Linked DNA regions of Sus scrofa: region 1 is linked to region 2. Evidence: chromatin contacts called from public Hi-C data. All regions are on one chromosome and are shown on one strand. Each heading gives the region's core, a stretch centred on a gene start, on an enhancer-like site or on the middle of the called end of the contact. The rest is flanking DNA. Distances are from core to core; before and after follow the strand shown.

Region 1 (4,696 bases), core at 1,038-3,537, 36 kb before region 2:
TGGCGTTCCCGTCGTGGCGCAGTGGTTAACGAATCCGACTAGGAACCATGAGGTTGCGGGTTGGATCCCTGCCCTTGCTCAGTGGGTTAACGATCCGGCGTTGCTGTGAGCTGTGGTGTAGGTTGCAGACGCGGCTCAGATCCCGCATTGCTTTGGCTCTGGCGTAGGCTGGCGGCTACAGCTCTGATTAGACCCCTAGCCTGGGAACCTCCATATGCTGTGGGAGCGGCCCAAAGAAATAGCCAAAAAAAAAAAAAAAAAAAGAATTCTCTTTTTGGTCCCTGAGAGCCTGAGAGAATGGATGTCTAACCCCAAATTTACCACTGATTAGCTGTAGTGACTGCCAGATGATAGGCCGAAGCCTCTTCATCTATAAAGTGCACACTGCCCTGTTCCCAACCCTGCTGTGAAATTCCGCACAGAGACTTGAAGAGTCCCCTTTTGAATTTATGAGTCCAGAGCAGCCTTTCAGCACTCTCCTTCTTTCTCAAAAAAAAAAAAAAGACATAATGGCAAGAAGTCATTACTCCCCTACTTCCTCAGCACTAAACAGGGCCCCACTCACTGGGCTCATGGCAGGTGACCAGCTTGGTGAGGCCAGACATATGGAACCAGAGTAACCAGAAGCATCCTTTGGCCTGCCTTTGCATTCACAGCCACAGTACTCTCCTAACTCAAGTACAAGTTTCCTTACGCAAGTTTGAATCTCAGCCTCCTTCATGTCTCCTAAACCAGTTCATCCCTTTTCAAAGTTAGTTCCCAGGGAAATTCTGATGCTCTCCTCAGCCTCCTTGGGGTGTCCCAAAGAAAGTTTGCAGTTGCCACCTAGAACTGGTTTGTGAGTCATCAGATCGAGTTAACGGATTATGACCAGCTTTTTTACAAAACATAGAATAGAAAGAAAATATCACTGTGCCTCACCCTGTAGAGAGAATAAATATCTTGTGAAGCTCTTCTTGTAGTTTTGTGCTGATATATACAGGTAGGTGGGTGTGGGTCTCTATTGTGGGCCTTAGTCAAGAATATACTGGAAATTCATAGGCCTGAAGCAGTGGGATGTGATTCTGAAGACAAATGCCACATAGATCCATCCTACCTCCATCCCCTGTGGAGGATGCAAGGGCCAGCAGAGGGTACTCAGAACTCAAGCATCCATCCTGCAATTCTACAAAACAGAGGCAACTGCAAAATTGTTGAAATGGATTTCTGACTCTTCTACAAGGTAATACTTCCTATAAAGCACAAAACAGGATGCTCAATAAAAGAACAAGCCATCCAGGTAACAGCCTTGCCTCAGAAAGGTGCCTGGCAGGTGCCAGGAGGCTCAGCACGAGGCAGGGGGTAGAACCTGGCTGCAGGGAACTAAAGGCCCTTGGCTCCCGCATAAAAATTGATTGGGTCAGCAGCTGGGGGCTGAGACCTCAGAGCCTTCCCCCGCCCCCTTTCTCACTCCTCTTTAAAAAAAAAAAAAAAAAAAATTTCAAATTGCATTATATCCTGAAATTTTTTCACTACGAAGCACCAAAGCTTGCAGCCTCCCAGGAACGCCCCCAGCTGGGAGTAGGGTTACAGAAAAGCAGTTTCTGCCAGGCTGCAAAAGCTTAGGGCTCCCAGTGGGCGCGCGGCGAGGGGGTGGAGTGCTCCTCTCAGCCCTCGGTTTCCAGCCCGCGTTTGCAGACGCTTGCAAGCAAACGCCAGGGCTTCTGGGGATTCTGCTTCTGAACCCCGGGCCCCTATTGCTACCCTCCCCGCCCCTCCCCCGCCCCTCGGCCGAGAACGGTGGGCCCTCTTGGGCAAGCCCACCTCACAATCGGGCGGGCTGAGGAAGAGGCCTGCTCCGGGAAGGAATCGCCAACCTCTTCCAGCCGGGAAGCGGCCAGCACTCTCCAAGTACCCCGCAAATCCCGCCCTGCGCCCGGGCGCCTGCCAACCCAAGGCGTGGCCCGGGGGCGCGTACGCTGGTCTACTCGTTCGCCGCCGGGGGATCCCCCGGAGGAGGCGGGACCGGGAGCCGCGGGTTCGGTGCCCCAGTGGGGTCGAGGCAGGCCGAGGGCCGCCGCAGCCCTGTCGCAGCGCGCGCCCCGTCTCCAGGCGCCGGGCAAGGCCGAAGCCGCCCCCCCGCGCCCGACTCCGTGCTGCAGGCCCGAGTCTGCACCTGGATGAGCGCAGGGACTGCCCGCCCAGCCGCCGCCTCGGGGGTCGCCTGCTCCCGCGCGCGGCCGCCTCCTGCTGGGAAGAGGCGCGGAGCCCAGAAGGCCGGAGGCGCCCCCCGCGCTTCCCATGCCGCTACGCACCTAGTTACCCGCGGGTCCCACATGGCTGGGGCCGCCGCCGCCTCGGGAGCCGCTTTCCAGAGGACAGGCTCGGCGGGCGGGGTCCCAGCTCGCGGTGGCTCCGGCCCTGGACCGCGACGAGCGGGGCGGGAACGCGGGGACCCCGGCGCCCGGCTGTGTGCAGTCGCAGACCTATTCCAAGTTTCCACGTAGTTGCGAGGGCCCGAAAACTGTCACGTGCACGTCGCCGCTGGGTGGGAGGGGGTGTTTGTCACTGTGTGTTCAAAAGAGGCGTTTGGAAGTCTCACATCTTGTGGGCGAGTCCTCCAATGGGATGGCTCTCAGCCACCTTGGGAAAATGAGTGCTTCGAGCAGGTCACCACGAGGGACCCGGGCGTGCACACACACCCCTTTGACAGGTTTCTGTCACAGTGACTTCTTGCCCTAGCTGGGTGCCGCGATTGTCGGGGAAACTGAGGAAATGGTCAGACCATGGTCTTGGCCCGCCTCTGCTCCTGGCCTCCCGCCAACAAAGAAACTAGGGGTCAGAGCACCCTGTGCCCTTCAGCGCCTACTTCCCGTTTGCCTCCATTCAGTCTTTACTTGGATTTCAAGTACTTACTGTGCGCTCGGCCCTCCATTCTGGGGGTGCTGGGGATTCGGGTAGGAAAAGGCCAGAGAGGCCCCTATCTTCTTGACGCTCACTGGCGTGTTCATGGCGCCTGCAGAGGAGTGAACTTCTCGCCGCAGACAAGAATAGCAAGGAACCTCCTAACGGCAGTAACAACCGAAGGAGCTGAGGAGTGGTTCGGACGACTTCAGGCTGCCTTTCAACTTCAGCTGTCGGCTCACCAAACTGCACAGCCTTCTATCCTCGCTCCTGCCTGGTTCTCAACTTCTCCGGGACTGGGAATGGCTTTCCCATGCTCGGAGATTTGGCCCAATCAGAGAGTGGAGCCGGCCACCCTGTCTAGGCGTCGGCTTTTGGCTTACACTGCCTCCTAGTGGTTCTCACTCCCATCTGGGGGACCACCACACCTGGCGAGCCCTGTGGAGGAGAGGACCCCACAGAGCATAAGGAAGGGGAACAGGAGAGTTTCCAATGAGGCAGGGAGGATTAGGTGACCCCTGGACACCCGTAACACGCACAGCTCAAATACTTCTCTGTGCTGCTTGCTCTGAGTCCGATCAGTCTAGCCTGCGTTCTCTGTGCTTCTGAAATCTCACCTCCTCTCGTTTCTTCTGTGGATTAATCTCCCCAAACACCATGTTGCATCACTTCCAGTTCAGAAGCTTTTAATGGCACCTCCATTGCCCTCTAGTAGCTAGGCATTTGATACTCCTCATTTTTCCCTACTCTTCCAGTCTCAGCCTCCTTATACCCACGGTCTACCCCTGGTGGTTGCTAAACTTGATGACACACTGTAATCACTTAAGGATCTTTCAAAAATGCTGATGTCTGGCCCCTACTCTCACTTAGTCTGATTTAATTGGTATGGGGTATGACATGGGCCTTAGGACTTTTAAAAGCTTTGCTGGTAATTATAACATGAAGCAAATTTGGGGAACACTGTTAGTCTCCAAATCATTGGAGCTATTTACCATTTCCCAGACAGCATTGGTCCTTTCATGTTGAAGAAACTTCATGTATCCTTCCTCCAGTGTTTTAACCAACATCTCCCAGTTCTGTATTTAGAAATGGCCTGTGCCATTTTGTTTTTGTTTCTTAACATTAAGGAGAGCAAGCCAGGAGCAGACCGTTGCCTCTAGGAGTTCTCTTATGGCGGAGCAGGTTAAGGATCCAGCAGTTGTCACTGCAGCAGCTGGGATTGTTGCTGTGGTTCAGGTTTGATCCCTGGCCCAGGAATTTCCATATGCCACAGGCGTAGCCAAAAAAACAAACAAACAAACAAACAAAAAAAACACAAAAAAGTGCCTCTAAACTTTGATACTTTGACCAGTTTCCATAAGCATCTCAGAATCTTTCAGTCATACTTCTTCCTCTGTATTTTTCACTATAGTCTTCAGAATAGTCACATCAGCTTAAAATAGTCCTCAAAACAGTCAAAGCTTTCTTTTTAAAACGGTTTCTTCTTTTTTGGCTGTTTTTATATTTTTATCAAAATGATTCATTCTCACAGTTAAAAGAGCAATCCCCCCTCCGAGCTGATCTATTCCCCAGAGGCAAACAGTTTCAGTGCTGTTAGCTGATTGTTTTGATGGCTATGTTTGTGTCTTTAAATAACACTTTACTTCTTGTTTTTCCCCCCCAGTTTTGTGCATCTTTGGGTGATTTTTATTTTAGATTGTGCTTGTCTGAAAACCTTCACCCTCAATATAGTTTGGCTGGGTATAAAATTCTAGGTTGGAAGTCATTTTCCTTCAGGATTTTGAAGCTATTACTCCGTTGACCACTAGCTTCC
Region 2 (4,335 bases), core at 647-3,146:
TAAGATTCAGCAGACAGTCCGGCATAGAATTGCCCCAAGTCTTTGGTTCTGTATTCGTTCCAAAGATTAGTATTTGCCTGAAGTTTTGTTAGCTCCACCCTTACTGAAATAGGTGCATATTCAGCTTTAAAGCTAAATGGATTTGCAAAAAGCTCTAAGTCCTTTTTAATGAACTTGAGGTCCTTGAAATGTCTCTCAAATTCTTTTTGTAGGCGACAGATCACTACTTGATACCTTTCAGGATCAAGTATTTTTTCATCTTCTTGAAGATGCTCTTTAAGCTCATCAACAACTTCTCTCAAGGCGGCAAAGTGTGTTAGATTTTTTTCCTCGATATGTCTCTGAAGTAAATTCAGCTTAACTTCAAAGGTACAAATATGGTCAAAGGCAGCAGCAGCAAAGACTTTACTTACTCTCAATAGTTCGCTGAGTTCTCGAAGGTGGTCCATAATATCCACCAAAAAGCCAAAGTCACAAAGCCACTGCTTGTCTGTGAAATGGACCGTTGTTGCCCCTATTGAAACCAAAAATGTTTTTATCTCTTTTCTTAAAGAAAATATTAGTTTTAAGGTCTTCCCTCTTCTAAGCCAATTGTTCAGACAGCGTCCATTAACCCTTTCACCATGCTCTGATTCCGATTCAGTTAGTAAAGCCTGAAATTCTGGCCGCCTAACGCCTCTGGTCTTAATCAAAACTATCCATTCAGATATGGCATTTATGATCTGATTAACATCCACATCGTAGGAGCTCAACAGTTCCAAGTGAAGAAACCCCGAATAATGGATAACATTCCAACAGTTGGGGCTTACAGCCTTTTCTCTCATGTATGACACCAGCCCTGAGTTCTCACCAATCATCCTCAGAGTGTGGGTCGTGGTCAGTCCAACCATCCGCTGCAGGCTAAGCCCTGCAGTTTGCAGGGCCTCAAGGATTGCCGCCATGAGGGCACCAACACTGAAGTGCTGAGTCAGGTTGATGATGGTCAGAAGCTCTTCCTGCACCTCTAAATCGTGGCCCACGCCGCGGACAAAGACGAGGAGGTAGTTCTCATAGGCCACAAAAGCCTGGTCGTCCAACGCAAGGGAATAGGCCTTAAAGTCCTTGGCTCGGTTAAAAAGCTGACTGCGTAGATTCTGGTTAATGTCTAGGACCCTCTGCTGCGTGATCTCCGGAGATAAATCAATGCCATCCATAACGCCTACGTGATCAGGCAGCACATCTCTGAGCATCACCTCCATGCACCGGTACACGAAGTCCCCCTCACCCCAGCCGCGACCCTTCAAGGCCAAGAGGCGGGTGAGCCCGAGGCCTGCACGAGCAGCTCTCTCCTCCGGGGTGAGCGGGGCGGCATCGGGCAAGTCGCCCTGACGCAGACGCTCCACCAGGGCCGCGCGCTCGCCCTCCGCCACATACCGCTCGTAGTAATCGTGCTCCGCCTCGTAGTGGTGCCTGACATCGGGTTCGCCATTGGCTACGACCAGGCGGCGACAGACCAGGCACAGGGCGCCTTCGCCTTCCGGAGGCTCCACAACCAGGTAACGCTGAGTCCACTCGGCCTGGAAACCCCGAGGCTCCTCGATTTCCATTTTGCTCCTCTTGGGCGTCATCCACATCTCACGGGAGACCACTGGATCTGGGCCGACCTCCCGGAGGCCGCAAGGAGAGGGGAGGAGCAGGAGCGATCCCCAAGCGCCAACTCCGCTCTGCGCCAGATCACCCCAGCTGGGGAAACCACTGGGGTTCCGGCACCTTGATTCCTATTGGCTGGAGATTTCGTATTCCCCTGCCGCAAGCATGAGCCAATAGGAAGAGCGGACACTGATTTTTAGCGCGCAGGCGCATATCCTTCTCGCTGCAAAGTGCACTAAAGCCGCCTAAGGAGGGCTAAGAGAACAGGAATCATGGAGCTAAGAACTTGACTGGCATTCAAGATGCCCAATCAGTACCTCTCTGTCCCGGAAGTGGTGTTGCCGCTAGAGGGCGGGACGGGACGGCGTCAGCAGTGTTGCTGGAAGGATGTGGGTGCGAAGCTCTAAGGAGATTGGCTGAAAGCCCTTCCAGTGAGCGTCTCACCGTTACACGGCCTGCTCTGGCGCCAAAATGTCGCAGGTACCGGGAGTTATCCGGCGGTTGGACGAGACAGTGGTGAACCGCATCGCGGCAGGGGAGGTTATCCAGCGGCCGGCTAATGCCATTAAGGAGATGATTGAGAACTGGTACGAAGGGAGGAGTCCAGGCTTCCTTAGAACCTAACGGGCCACTGCTCAGGATGGCGCGGACACGCCTCTCTGCCCTGAGTGGAGGGGTGTGCCGCGCGCCGCCGCCGCGGGGAGGCCGGGGTCCTGCCTTCCTCTCTCCCGGGTCCTCGAGCGTCCCTTCGAGACTTTAGGGTTGATGGGGGCACAAAGAGAGGGCGATACAGTATTGTTTTAATGGTGCCATCAACTAAGAGAAATTCTAAAATTATATGTGCAGAAGATGCAACTTTTTAAACGTTTAAAAAGCTTTTTACATTTAAGAAGAAAAAACACCCCTCTCTTCATCCTTCAGAGGGCGTCAGTTTCTTGCTTATTCTGTATACATTCAGAAGTACAATTCCTTTTTAATTTTTTTTTTCTTCTCGGGCCGCTCCCGCGGCATATGGAGGTTCCCAGGCTTGGGGTCCAATCGGAGCTGTAGCTGCCGGCCTACGCCAGAGCCACAGCAACGCGGGATCTGAGCCGCGTCTGCTACCTACACCACAGGTAGGTAGCAGACGCGTCTGCTCACAACAACACCAGATCCTTAACCCACTGAGCAAGGCCAGGGATGGAACCCGCAACCTCATGGCTCCTAGTCGGTTTCGTCAACCCCTGAGCCACGATGGGAACTCCTGAATTTTATTTTATTTTATTTTATTTTTTAATTTTATTTATTTTATTTTATTTTTTTTACTTTATTTATTTTATTTTATTTTTTATTTTATTTTATTTTATTTTACTTTATTTTATTTATTTATTTTATTTTATTTAATTTTATTTTTTTATTTTATTTATTTTATTTTATTTATTTTATTTTATTTTTGCCATTTCTTGGGCCGCTCCCAGGGCATATGGAGATTCCCAGGCTAGGGGTCTAATGGGAGCTGTAGCTGCCGGCCTACGTGCCAGAGCCACAGCAACGCAGGATCCGAGGGGCGTCTTCGACTTACAACATAGCTCACGGCAATACCGGGATCGTTAACCCACTGAGCAAGGGCAGGGATCGAACCTGCAACCTCATGGTTCCTAGTTGGATTTATTTCCACTGCGCCACAATGGGACATTTTATGAGGGTCTTTTAAGAACCTGAGGCTGAGTAAAGTTTGTGAAACAGGTAGTAGAATTAGTTGAGAATTAGGTAAGAAAGAGGCATATGTTAAGTAGTCCCACTTGTTTTTTTTGTCTTTCATCTTTTTAGGGCCGCCCCTGCAGCATATGGAGGGTCCCAGGCTAGGGGTCTAATCTGAGCTGTAGCTGCCAGCCTACACCACAGCCACAGCCATGCCAGATCTGAGCCGCATCTGCGACCTACACCACAGCTCACAGCAACGCTGGATCCTTAACCCACCGAGCGAGGCCAGGAATCGAACCCAAAACCTCATGGTTCCTAGTTGGATTCGTTTCCGCTGCGCCACAACGGGAACTCCAGTATTCCCACTTCTAACTTCCCTTTCTTTTTTTCCTAGAGGAACAGAAATGTTGCTGAATGTCGTATTGGAAATGATGTTTTTCCCTCTGCCCCTTTCTTCCCTCTCTCTCATACAATATGTAAACTGATAACAGTGTAGTCACAGAGCCTGTAGGCAAAGGAAAAACACAGTAATTGGTCTTATATTTGTCTGGAATTTGTTCTTATCCCTGGACTCATATTAAGATTTGTGCATTAGGAGTTCCTGTTGTGACTCAGTAGTTAACGAATCCGACTAGGAACCATGAGGTTGTGGGTTCAATCCTTGGCCTTGCTAGGTAGATTAGGGATCCGGTGTTACGGTGAGCTGTGGTTTAGGTCACAGACGTGTCTCGGATCCCGCATTGCTGTGGTTGTGGCGTAGGCTGGCAGCTACAGCTCCGATTAGACCCCTAGCCTGGGAACCTCCATATGCTGCAGGAGCAGCCCTAGAAAACGCAAAAAGACCGAAAAAAAAAAAAAAAAAAGTTTTGTGCATTAGAGTGGTTGCAAATTATTATTATTTTTGTTTGATTTGTCAGTTTAGATGCAAAATCCACAAGTATTCAAGTGGTGGTTAAAGAGGGAGGCCTGAAGTTGATTCAGATCCAAGACAATGGCACTGGGATCAGGGTAAGTAAAACCTCA

Evidence for each region. A called contact is a pair of places that touch in the nucleus more often than the background predicts.
Region 1: a Hi-C map of epiblast stem cells shows a contact between it and region 2, with 2.0 times the contacts expected there. The contact joins the promoter of TRANK1 here to the promoter of EPM2AIP1 in region 2. A contact is called at or near these places in 1 of 47 Hi-C or Micro-C datasets (epiblast stem cells) and 1 of 2 datasets of contacts at active chromatin or transcription factors (skeletal muscle).

The regions. Positions count from the first base shown.
Region 1 is chr13:21,910,991-21,915,686 of Sscrofa11.1, reverse strand. TRANK1 (TPR and ankyrin repeat-containing protein 1) reads right to left here and starts at 2,287. Exons shown (of 26, transcript XM_021071655.1): 1 at 1,804-2,287. The coding sequence starts at 2,282.
Region 2 is chr13:21,875,424-21,879,758 of Sscrofa11.1, reverse strand. EPM2AIP1 (EPM2A-interacting protein 1) reads right to left here and starts at 1,896. Exons shown (of 2, transcript XM_005652390.3): 1 at 1-1,896. The coding sequence starts at 1,613. It overlaps MLH1 (mutL homolog 1), which reads left to right and starts at 2,039. Exons shown (of 19, transcript NM_001172367.1): 1 at 2,039-2,216; 2 at 4,230-4,320. The coding sequence starts at 2,101.